Linked DNA regions of Mus musculus: regions 1, 3 and 4 are each linked to region 2. A link is a contact called in public HiChIP or PLAC-seq and promoter capture Hi-C data. All regions are on one chromosome and are shown on one strand. The core of a region is the stretch at or near the end of the contact, and the rest is flanking DNA. Distances in the headings are between cores, read along the strand shown. Region 1 holds the start of Mtx2 (metaxin 2). Region 2 holds the start of Atp5g3 (ATP synthase, H+ transporting, mitochondrial F0 complex, subunit C3 (subunit 9)). Region 3 has its middle 3.3 kb from the start of Gm39852. Region 4 holds the start of Hoxd8 (homeobox D8).

Region 1 (2,700 bases), core at 27-2,526, 910 kb after region 2:
AAGGTGGAAATGACTTGTCTAAAGCCATGGAATGCCCAGGAACCCTGGAAATCCTAGAAGCTGGGCAGATGGAGGAAGGACATTTATTTCTATGTCCTTGAGAGCAAGCATCGTCTTGCCAACACTTTAACCTCAGACTTCTAGCTTCCAGAACCAGAGAGTAAATGCATCCGTTGTTTTAAACACCCAGTGTGTGATAATCTGTCCCGCACCTCTAAGAAAGCAATATACTACTTAAGTATATGAACAGAAATTTAGACAATAAACTGTAATGGAGGGTCAGAGATCTGTGGACAAGAAACAAAATCGCCAGGCGTGGTGGTGCACACCTTTAATCCCAGCACTCGGGAGGCAGAGGCAGGCCAGGTACAGTAGTTTACTCTAGGGTTGGGTGGGAGGTGGGCAGGGACAGACCAAGTTCCGAGTGTTGTTGGCCAGCCTAATCCTTGTGCTCCAGATTCTCAGTGAGAGACCCTATCTCAAAATAGAGGATGGAGAGCAACTGAAGAGGTACTGAGACACTGACCACTGTACAAGCTGATGCATGTGTGTGTATGGGCTATGCTACCGAGCCTGAAGACTTGAGTTGGATCCCTGGAACCCACATGGTTGGAGAGAACTAAGTACCAAAAGTTGTCTTGGGTCTATACACTGACACACACACACAACAACATCGTCTCACCTCTCCGAGCCATGTTCTCATCAGCGAAAGGGGGCTTTGGCTCACCAAATGATTTCTGAAATCAAGTGTAACTTTATGCTTCTAATTTTCTAATTCTGTAATATTTATGATTTTTGGTCAATTGTAACCTATAGTTAAAAAAAAAAAAGATTAGACTAAGAGGAAAGATTCAAGGGATCTAGCGCCCTTCCTTTTACTCTTGTTCCTTCTACACTCAGAAACAAGTAATTGAAGTGCTTTATTCTCCAAGCTTCATTTTGGGTGCTTGGAGTTGAAAGATTAAATTATGTCTCAGCTCACAAGCTGTGTAAGCCTCCTTCTGGCTAGCGCATTTGAACAAATAACCAACACTAATATCAGTCTATGGACCCCGAATCCTACAGTTAGTGGAATTGAGAGAATTCCTGAGTTTCTGGGCTCCAGTAGAACCAGACCAGGCACTTGAACCTCTTGAAGCTGTTTCTGTCTTGTTGAACTGCTGAAAGGTTGCAATCAAATCCAAAAGACTCTAGCCAGAGAGCCTGCTCTCTTAGGGCTCTCGCAGGTCCGGAGCGCGCGGGGCGGAGCAGCCGGAAGTGCCGGCGCGCGTTGTCAGCGACGCCGGAAGTGCTTGGTCGGCCTGGCGGTAACCTTGCGGGCCGAGCCACCGCTGCCGAGGTGAGCTCTGCTCGTCTTAGCGTTGGCCCAGCGAAGCTCGTCAGCTGCCGGGGGAAGGCCGCCGAGGTCGCGCGGGAGGGCGCCGAGCGCCGCGGAGCTCAGGCGCGCGCGCAGGACCTCGCAGCCGACATGTCTCTGGTGGCGGAAGCGTTCGTCTCCCAGATCGCAGGTAGCCCGTGTGGGCGCCGACGGGGCGGCGTGGGTGGCGGCGGGGATCCGCGTGGGGAGGCGGAGGGCTGGAGTTTCCCTGTAGCCGTGGGTCGAGGGTGCTGAGTCTACAGCCCGGGTGGAGGCGGCAGCGGCCATGGAGGCTTGGCCTCACTTTCTGGATGAGGAAACTGAGGACACATGGCCAAGGTCACCCTGCAGGGACAGAGTCCTGACCTCACTCCCTCCGCGGCGCTTTGTTCCCCGACTCCGCGGTTTAGGTGGCGGAGGCCCGGGGCTGGGGATCGAGGTGGGGGCGTGGCCACGGGTTGGGTCCTCGCCTCCCCCAAGGTTTCCGTGGGAATAGGGCAGCCTCTCTGCTCTTGGGTTCTCAAGTTTAAGGTGACTGTCACTCTTGAGCTGCCCTTCTTTACCTGTTGTTGATGGGTCACCCGAGTTGTTCTCCAAGCCATTTGCAAAGTCTGTGGGATTCTTTGAATTATTCTTAATGGGCATGAAGTTTAAAGAAAGTAAACATCTTTTGACACACACACACACACACACACACACACATTCGTATTGAAGTTTTTATTTTGGCGAAAGTGGCTATGATAGAAAAAAAGAGTCAAGTTAATGGGATGAATGTTAATTCCAGCAGTGTTTTCAACGTTCGAATGAGGAGATAGTCACTAAGATAAACAGTCGTATTTGGGGTAAAGTAGTACATTGGAAATGAAAGTATAATGTGTTATCAACTTTTCGAAACGCTTTCCATTGTATTGAATTTGTGTGAACTTAGATTTCCTTTAAAATAGCATTTTATAGGAGAGAGGATAGAAGAGAGATTGTAAGCTTCATGAAAGCAGGGAATTTTGTTTCCCATTGTATCCTAGGACCTGTCTGTCAGTTCTCTTTAAATACCCATGACTTGAGTAAATAACACAGATTTCAAGTAATGTTTCTCTCTGACTTTATCAGTGAGGTTGAAAAAGTCAGGCCTCTGACTTGAGGTCAGTGGTTTATTTTAGACTGATACTATGTCATAAATCATTTCACAGTATATGTTTGTATTCTGAATGTATATATCCAATGTGTGATTTCTTTTCAACAAGAAAACAAGAAATGGTATTTGATAAACTTTTGATAAGTTCAGAATTCTACCTCAGTTAGTGAAGTTTACAAATCCCCAGGAAGTTTGTATTTGTCTTAAGGTG
Region 2 (2,700 bases), core at 167-2,666:
GGTCTATATGCAACTCTGGATCCAGCTCGGATCTATTAATGGAAGGAAAAGAAAGAATTTCAAGTACTAAAGAGTACACATTAGTCTTCAGTGACCTCTTGTGCAACTTTAAACTCTAAAGGAGAAAGCAGAAGAGAACGAACAGATTTATTATCTCTGCAATTAGCATGGCCTTTGGTCATTGTGCATACACAAAGCCAACCTAAAATTTTATGCTAATGAACCATGGAATGTTCTATTTAATCTATCTGTAAACAAAAATCCTAAGACCAATTAGTTACCAAGTGACTGAGTGTTGTGGAAGTTTCAGTAACTGTAGTGCTGTAAATTCAAGTAAGTTATGTGGGCTCATAAGGGTGTCGCTATGATTTTGATCATTTACAACAGTCCAGCAGCTAATGAAGCTCCTACAATTTTCAAAGGATTCCTAAATACCCACTAATTCTAAATTTACTATAGAGTTAAGCATTTTGATGTCAGCTTAACAGCCGTTGCAATACTCTCACTATAAGGACATCTGGCAGTCTGGCTTCTCTGCCCTTGAGTGTCCACGGACACTAAGGTCACAGAAAATCCCTCCAGAACCAGGACCCGATTCTCTAGCACAAATCTTTTAGATTCAGACTTCACTTAAAGCCTCCAAAAAAGCAAGCTTCGGGGCTCCCCAACACCTTTCTCCGCCCACACAAGGAAGCAAAGTCCCTCCCTCTGCAGCGGCGAGTTTGACCTACAGACGCGCACGGGAAACGCTGTGCAGGCAACTAGGCCTCAGCTGCCCCTTCCTGACTTCTCAGCACCCCGACCTTCGCGTCGACCCCAACTCCATAGGGACCGGGCGGTGGGGGAGGGGCGCGCTCCACGAGCAAGGAGGCTGTGACCTACGCCCAGAAGGCCTGTCAGCTAGGCCTCGGGGGGGACACATGGCCGGGAACTGTCTGCGGGCCCCAGGGTTGGGAGGGAGGGAGGGAGGAGAGGACATCGGGGCAAGGGTGAAGGAGAGCCGGTCCCTCGGCGTGAATGCTGGGCCGAGGCCCGGGTTACGCACCAGAGCGGGGGTGCGGGCGAGCTTGGCGCAGGCGAACATCTTTCTTCCTGGCGGCGCGGCGTGGATCTAGGTGACAGGCGACGTGGGCTCCTCTCCCGCTTCCTCTCTGCGGAGCGAAAAGAGGCTTAAGGTCAAGTGTCCCCCCCAGGGGCCTGTCCTTGCCACCCCGGCCCCGAGGGGCCCCGCGCAGGCGGTCAGCGTGGCCGCGTGCCCGGGAAGCGCAAGCCCGGTGGACAGGGCCGGGAGACCCGCTCCGCCCCGGCCCGGGCCCCGCGCCCTCCGTTTACCTTCGCTTACCTCCCGAGGCGGCGGCAGTGGCGGCGGCAGAGGTCGAAGCAGTGGGGCTGGGCGCGCAAGCGCGGTGCGGCTCTTATCCGCGCCGCAGCACCCGGATGGAGAAGGCGGGGGAAGACGCTCAAGGTCACTTTGTAACAACTTTATTGGTAACTCTCAGAGGAGGACAATGACAGGCCCCCTCCGTGACCGGCTGGCGGCCAGTGAAATGAAAAGCACACTGAAGACGACTCTTGGCTTTGTTAGTGTTACTAACGGTGCAGATAATTTTTAGTTGTTGTCGCTATCGCAGACTGAGCCTCGCTCCTTGCACGTGCCAGGCAGGGGTTCTCCCAGGGAGCTACAAGCCGACCCTGATTTGGCTTTTATTTCAAACAGGGTGAGTTGCTCAGGCAGGCCTTGAGCTCAGTATGTAAGTTAGGGAGAACCTTGATCGTCCACTTTCACCCTTCCAAGTAGTTAGCTTCTTCATAACCAACTCCAGCGGGATTATTTCTTTGTAAGACTCTAAAACAGGGTTTTTTGTTTGTTTGTTTGTTTGCTTTTGTTTAAGACGACAAATCTTTTCTCAGAAGACCTACCTAGAAGTCCTGGGAAGAACAAATGACGGTTCAAGAGCTTTGCAACTCTGTAGACTAGGCTAGCCTTCAACTCACAGAAATCCTCCTGCCTCTGTTTTCCAAGTGCTGACATTAAAGCCATGTACCACTGTGTTCTGCTGCCTTCCACCATTATAACTGGGAGAATTAAGAGATAATAATGTATCATCATTTCGGACTAAAAAAGTGCCTGAATAGTTTTCAAAATCTATTCAGCACCCAGTTCTGATAACTTTGAACAAACCAGATGGATGCAGAAATGTCTCAGATAAATGGCTGTAGTTCAACGTCTGGTCTTCTTATTGATTTTTTTAAAATAGTTTTTTTGAGATAATATAATCTCATAGGTTCTCCCCTGTTTTAGGGTTTTAATGCTGTGAAGAGACACCACGACTACCGCAACTCTTAGAAACAAACAAACAAACATTTAATTGGGGCTGGCTTACAGTTTCAGAGGTTTAGTCCATTTTCAGCATGGCAGGAAGCATGGCAGTGTTCAGGCAGACACGGTGCTGGAGACAGAGCTGAGAATAGCTGAAGGAAGAAGGCAGGCAGCCAGAAGAGACCACTGTTAGCCATTATGCTTGCCTTATGCTTCTGAAACCTCAAAGCCTGCACCCCCCCCCCCCCCAGTTACACACTTCCTCCAACAAGGCCACACCTCCTAACGGTGCCATTCCCTATGGACCCGTGGGGGCCAATTTTTTATTCAAACACCACTCCCTCCCATTTCCTCCCCCCTCCTCCTCCTAGACACTTCTT
Region 3 (2,700 bases), core at 62-2,561, 700 kb after region 2:
CTTGCAATCCCACCAGCAATGGAGAAGTGTTCCTCTTTCTCCACATCCTTACAGCATCTGCTGTGATCTGAGTTTTTGATCTTAGCCATTCTGACTAGTGTGAGGTGGAATCTCAGGGTTGTTTTGATTTGCATTTCCCTGATGACTAAAGATGTTGAACATCTATTTTTAGGTGCTTCTCAGCCATTCAGTGTTCCTCAGTTGAGAATTCTTTGTTTAGCGCTGTACCCCATTTTTTAATAGGGTTATTTAGTTATCTGGAGTCTAACTTCTTGAGTTCTTTGCATATATTGGATATTAGCCCTCTACCGGATTTAAGATTGGTAAAGATCTTTTCCCAATCTGCTGGTTGCCGTTTTGTCTTATTGACAGTGTCCTTTGCCTTACAGAAACTTTGCAATTTTATGAGATCCCATTTGTCAATTCTTGATCTTACAAGAAATTTTTAAATTTTATCTTCATTTCAAGATACTTTTAGAGATGCTAAACTTTAATAATCACCAGCAGTGATTTTTCTAGCTTAAAAGTTGAGCGTACAGGACAGACTAGAACAATCAAATTCCCTTTGAAATGTTTGTAATATTGAAAAGCAGCTTCCTGTTTTAAAAAGTTTTTAATATGTGTCAGAGAGATGGATCAGCTGGTAAAGCCACTTGCCACCAAGCCTGACTACCTGAGTATCTCTGAACTCATATAGTAGAAGAGCTGACTCATACAAATTGTCCTCTGACTTACACACACACACACACACACACAAATAAATGAACACTTACCATGTGTAATTAAAGGAAAGTCCAAGAATGGCTTTACCAAAATAAAAATATCCTTTTAACATTTTATTGGAGATAATTTCATTCTAGATAAATGTACCCTTATATTGAAATAATTTAAACGTCACTTTCAGCCTTCGCATACAGCATGGCTCACTGATCACACTTAGTAGTGACTCTGTATTCTTGTAAGCATTCCACTGCATATCAACAAGTCATACGTTCCATGCAAGTTATTTAGTCAATTTTTAGTCATGAATGGCCCCCATGGGCTCCTATATTTGGTGCCTAGTCACTGGAAAGTGGCACTATTGGAAAGCATTCCAAGATGTGACCTTGTTGGAGGTGGAGGTCAGTAGAGGTGACCTTTGAGGTTTCAAAAGCTCATGCTAGCGCCCCCCCCCACACACACACACACATAAACTTTCCCTCTTTCTCTCCCTAGCTCACTATCTCCCTCTCTCCCTCTCTTCCCCTTTCTCTCTCTCCCTCTCCCTCTCCACTCCTATCTCCTCCCTCCCTCCCTCTTTCTCAGCCAGCAGATCAGGATGTAACTCTAAACTACTTCTCCAGTGTGTGCCTGTGGTAATCTGTCTGATTACCACAATGCTTCCCACCATGATGATAATGAAGTAACTTCCTGAAACTGTAAGCCAGTCCTCAATAAAATGTTTTCTTTTATAAGAGTTGCCTTGGTCACAGTGTCTCATTACAGCAATGACTTTCTGAGATGATAAGATAAAACATGTAATATAACTTTAGTTTTGCTCTAAGACCCACAATTTGTCCTGCCTACAAGATGTGCAGAGGTAAAAGATAGGGCAGAATTTGAAGGAAAGGGAAACCAATGACTGGTCCAGCTTGAGGCCCATGCCATGATAGAGAGCCTGCCTCTGACACTATTAAAGATATTCCATTATTCTTGAAGACAGGAGCATAACGTAACTGTCATTAGAGAGTCTTCAGCCAACAACTGGTGGAAACAGATGCAGAGACCCACAGTTAGACATTTAGTGAAGAATCCGTCGGAAGAGGGGTAGAAAGGGTTGAAGAAGTCAAAGGCACCAAGGACACCACAAGAAAACCTACAAAATCAACTAACCTGGGCCCATAGAACTGAACTGCCCACCAGAGAGCATCATGGGATGGACCTAGGTCCTCTGCACATATGTAATAGTTGTGCAGCTGGGTCTTCATGTGGGACTCCTAAAGCAGGAACAGGGCTGTCTCTGATTATACAGCTCGCCTTTGGATCCCTCTTTCATATCTGGCATGCCTTGTCTAGCCTCAATAGTGGAAGATGCCCCTAGTCTTACTGCAACTTGATATGCCAAGGTTGGTTAACACCCATGGGGGCTCCTCTTTTCTGAGAAGTAAAGGGGGGGTGGATGGGGTGAAGGTAAGAGGGAGGAACTGGGAGGAGAGGAGGGAGGAAAAGCTGCAATCGGTATGTAAAGTAAATAAGTAATTAATAATTTTTAGAAAGAACTCAAATGATATGTACTCACTGATAAGTGGATATTAGCCCAGAAACTTAGAATACCCAAGATATAAGATACAATTTGCAAAACACATGAAACTCAAGAAGAACGAAGACCAAAGTGTGGACACTTTGCTCCTTCTTAGAATTGGAAACAAAACACCCATGGAAGGAGTTACAGAGAAAAAAATTGGAGCTGAGACAAAAGGATGGACCATCTAGAGACTGCCATATCCAGGGATCCATCCCATAATCAGCCTCCAAATGCTGACACCATGGCATACACTAACAAGATTTTGCTGAAAGGACCCTGATATAGCTGTCTCTTGTGAGGCTATGCCGGGGAATAGTAAACACAGAAGTGGATGCTCACAGTCAGCTAGTGGATGGATCACAGGGCCCCCAGTGGAGGAGCTAGAGAAAGTACCCAAGGAGCTAAAGGGATCTGCA
Region 4 (2,700 bases), core at 186-2,685, 790 kb after region 2:
GGAATTCAATTTCTCCTGCCCCATCCCCCGGCCCCCGCCGCGCTCCACCCGGGACCACAGCCCGCCCGAGTCTGGGCGCCTGGGTTGGGACCCGGGAGCCCTGCGCCCTGCCCTAGGAAATGCCACCCACCCCGGCATGATTCCTTCTTCCCACTGGGAACGTTTCTGCCACTCTTCTCTTCACTCTCTCAGCGACACTCATGTCCCCTTCCCACATTCTCTCGCCTCCCCCTCCCTCCCTGTGGCCAACACTGACGTCTATCAAGGGTGAAATGATGGAAACTATATTCATGGGCATGATTTCCATTAAATATCAATTAACCTGGGAGCCTCAACCAGGCATGCAGTGCGTCAAGGGTAAATGTACATCTCATTTCCACAGGGCCTGCTTGGCTGGAAAAAGCAGGACTTTGATTCGCTTTGATAAGGTCAGGATTCGGAGGCTGGATTGTGGCTTTTTAATCAAAACCACTTAGCTAGGCCCAAACAAATGCAAGGACCAATCAATCCGTCAACCTCGCTCGTCCACAGTAAGAAATGCAAAAAGAAAAAGGAAAAAAAAAAAAGCCACAGCCAGTCTCTGCTGGGCAGATCCAGGAGCCTTGCTGGAGGAGAGACCGTCTGCTCCGAGGCCTCCTGGGAGTGACCACCCCGCCTGGCCCAAGGCTAAGGTTCGGCCGCGCCCCCTCTCTGCGGACCCGGGGGGCCCCCCGCGAGCCCTTGGCAGTGCGGCTTTATGGGCCCCCTTTAAGGCTGGCGGAGGCATCCCGGGGCCGGCGTGCGGCGTCCCGTCCGGCGCAGGGGCCGCTTCGCCGCCGGCGGGATCCCTCCGCGCGGTTATCTCGCCCCCCATCTCGCTCCCTCTCCTCGCAGTGGCGGGGCGCGAAAATGCCTCGCCGGCGCGCACCGGGGCGGCAGCCTCGGCGGCGGCGGCGACAGCGCTGGGAGGGGGCGGCGGGGGGGAGGGCTGAGGTGAGAGGTGGCACCGGGCAGAGGGTGTGTTCTCTTTTCGTCTCCCTGCAGAGCGGGGGCTCGGCAGCCCCAGCCTAAGCGTCTCCCCCGTGGGCCGCGCGCACTCTTTTTTTTTTTTTTTTTCCCCTGGTCCGGGTGCGCTAGGGCCGCCTGGAGCCGGAGAGGAAACTGGAGGCCGCGGGGCAGGTCGCCCGGGCGTCCGCGGTTCCACTGCGGCCCAGCAGGCGCGCGCCGGGAGAGGCCCGCGGGGCGGAGGCGGCGGCAGCAGCGCGCGGGGGCGGGCGAGGCCGCGTGGCCCGCGAGGGAGGCGGCGCGAGGCCGAGACGGAGGCGCGAGAGCCAGGCATGAGCGGCCGGCGGCCGGACGGTCGAGCCTGAGCGGGGCGGGGGAAGCGCTCGCCGGGCGACGAGGCCCGGCGGCCCCCGCGGGCTCGAGTGAGCCGCCCCAGAGGCCCCCGCGGCGGCGCGACCGAGCTGAGGCGCGCCCCTTACCGGCTCCGCGCCGCCGGCGGCCGCCGCCCCGATGAGCTCGTACTTCGTGAACCCGCTGTACTCCAAGTACAAGGCGGCGGCCGCGGCGGCGGCGGCGGCTGCGGCGGCCGCGGCGGGCGAGGCCATCAATCCCACTTACTACGACTGTCATTTTGCACCCGAGGTCAGCGGCCGCCACGCCGCCGCCCTGCAGCTCTATGGCAACAGCGCCGCCGGCTTCCCGCACGCGCACCCGCACCCGCACCCGCACCCGTCGCCGCCGCCCGGGTGCGGCGGAGGGGGCGGCCCGGGGCCCGGCCAGGACTACTTCCACGCCGGCGCGGGCAGCCCGACCGCTGCCTACCAGGCCGCCCCACCTCCTCCGCACCCTCCGCCTCCGCCGCCGCCTCCCCCCTGCGGCGGGATTGCCTGTCACGGGGAGCCCGCGAAGTTTTACGGATACGATAACTTACAGAGACAGCCGATTTTTACGACCCAGCAAGAGGCCGAGCTGGTACAATATCCTGACTGTAAATCGTCCAGTGGTAATATTGGCGAGGACCCAGACCACTTAAATCAGAGCTCGTCTCCTTCTCAAATGTTTCCCTGGATGAGACCACAAGGTTGGGATGCGCTATTTTTTTTTTTTTTTTTTTTTTTTTAAGGAGGGGAGAAAGGGAGAAATCTGCTTTCATCTCACGTTCTAGCTTTAAAACTCCCCTGTCCTTTCCCTCTCCCCTTCCTTTTCCTTCTGGTGTAGCCAATGTGGCTCTTGTACAAAAACTAATACAGACTTTTTAAAAGTGTGTAAAGACGGGGGCAGAATAATTGTGAAGAGCTTGTCTCTGCCTCTCTTGCCTCACACCCTATATCTGTATGAGAATTAAAGACCACTGTGTATTTCACCTCTTAAGCCCGTTCCAGAAAACTCCAACAGCATTCAGAGAATCAACCATTAAAAAACAAAAAAACGTTGATTTTCCTCCCCCCCCCCCTTTTTGTTGTTGTTTTTAATCAGCAGCTCCTGGTAGACGGAGAGGAAGACAAACCTACAGTCGCTTCCAAACCCTAGAGTTGGAAAAGGAATTCCTTTTTAACCCTTATCTGACCAGGAAGAGGAGAATCGAGGTCTCCCATACTCTGGCCCTCACGGAGAGACAGGTAAAAATCTGGTTCCAGAACAGGAGAATGAAATGGAAAAAGGAGAACAACAAAGACAAGTTTCCTGCGTCCCGGCCGGAGGCAAAGGATGGAGACC

Evidence for each region. HiChIP or PLAC-seq counts read pairs in DNA pulled down with a chosen protein or histone mark. Capture Hi-C pulls out chosen DNA fragments and counts their contacts.
Region 1: a contact with region 2 is called in a promoter capture Hi-C map of liver, with 3 times the contacts expected there. The contact joins the promoter of Mtx2 here to the promoter of Atp5g3 in region 2. A contact is called at or near these places in 2 of 39 promoter capture datasets (hippocampal neurons and liver), 1 of 484 Hi-C or Micro-C datasets (B cells), 1 of 115 datasets of contacts at active chromatin or transcription factors (bone marrow-derived macrophages) and 1 of 9 other capture datasets (liver).
Region 3: a contact with region 2 is called in an H3K27ac HiChIP or PLAC-seq map of acute myeloid leukemia, with 5 times the contacts expected there. The contact joins the enhancer-like site here to the promoter of Atp5g3 in region 2. A contact is called at or near these places in 1 of 39 promoter capture datasets (embryonic stem cells) and 4 of 115 datasets of contacts at active chromatin or transcription factors (acute myeloid leukemia, embryonic limb bud, embryonic stem cells and 1 more).
Region 4: a contact with region 2 is called in an H3K4me3 HiChIP or PLAC-seq map of embryonic basal ganglia, with 4 times the contacts expected there. The contact joins the promoter of Hoxd8 here to the promoter of Atp5g3 in region 2. A contact is called at or near these places in 2 of 39 promoter capture datasets (cranial neural crest and liver), 1 of 484 Hi-C or Micro-C datasets (CD4 T cells), 13 of 115 datasets of contacts at active chromatin or transcription factors (craniofacial prominence, differentiating embryonic stem cells, embryonic basal ganglia and 9 more) and 1 of 9 other capture datasets (embryonic stem cells).

The regions. Positions count from the first base shown.
Region 1 is chr2:74,824,536-74,827,235 of GRCm38.p6, forward strand. Mtx2 (metaxin 2) reads left to right here and starts at 1,277. Exons shown (of 10, transcript NM_016804.4): 1 at 1,277-1,508. The coding sequence starts at 1,469.
Region 2 is chr2:73,909,910-73,912,609 of GRCm38.p6, forward strand. It overlaps Atp5g3 (ATP synthase, H+ transporting, mitochondrial F0 complex, subunit C3 (subunit 9)), which reads right to left and starts at 1,417. Exons shown (of 5, transcript NM_175015.3): 1 at 1,343-1,417; 2 at 1,046-1,151; 3 at 1-32. The coding sequence starts at 1,084.
Region 3 is chr2:74,608,185-74,610,884 of GRCm38.p6, forward strand. No RefSeq gene overlaps it. Among named protein-coding and RNA genes, the nearest start is that of Gm39852, 3.3 kb to the left of the region's middle. Within about 2 kb of position 1,312, at least 14 of the 459 cell types and tissues checked have an H3K27ac peak or open chromatin away from gene starts, as enhancers often do. A contact at or near this core is called in acute myeloid leukemia, where this site is marked.
Region 4 is chr2:74,704,054-74,706,753 of GRCm38.p6, forward strand. Hoxd8 (homeobox D8) reads left to right here and starts at 1,436. Exons shown (of 2, transcript NM_008276.3): 1 at 1,436-2,065; 2 at 2,461-2,700. The coding sequence starts at 1,495. All of the region lies in intron 1 of Gm38462 (predicted gene, 38462), which reads right to left.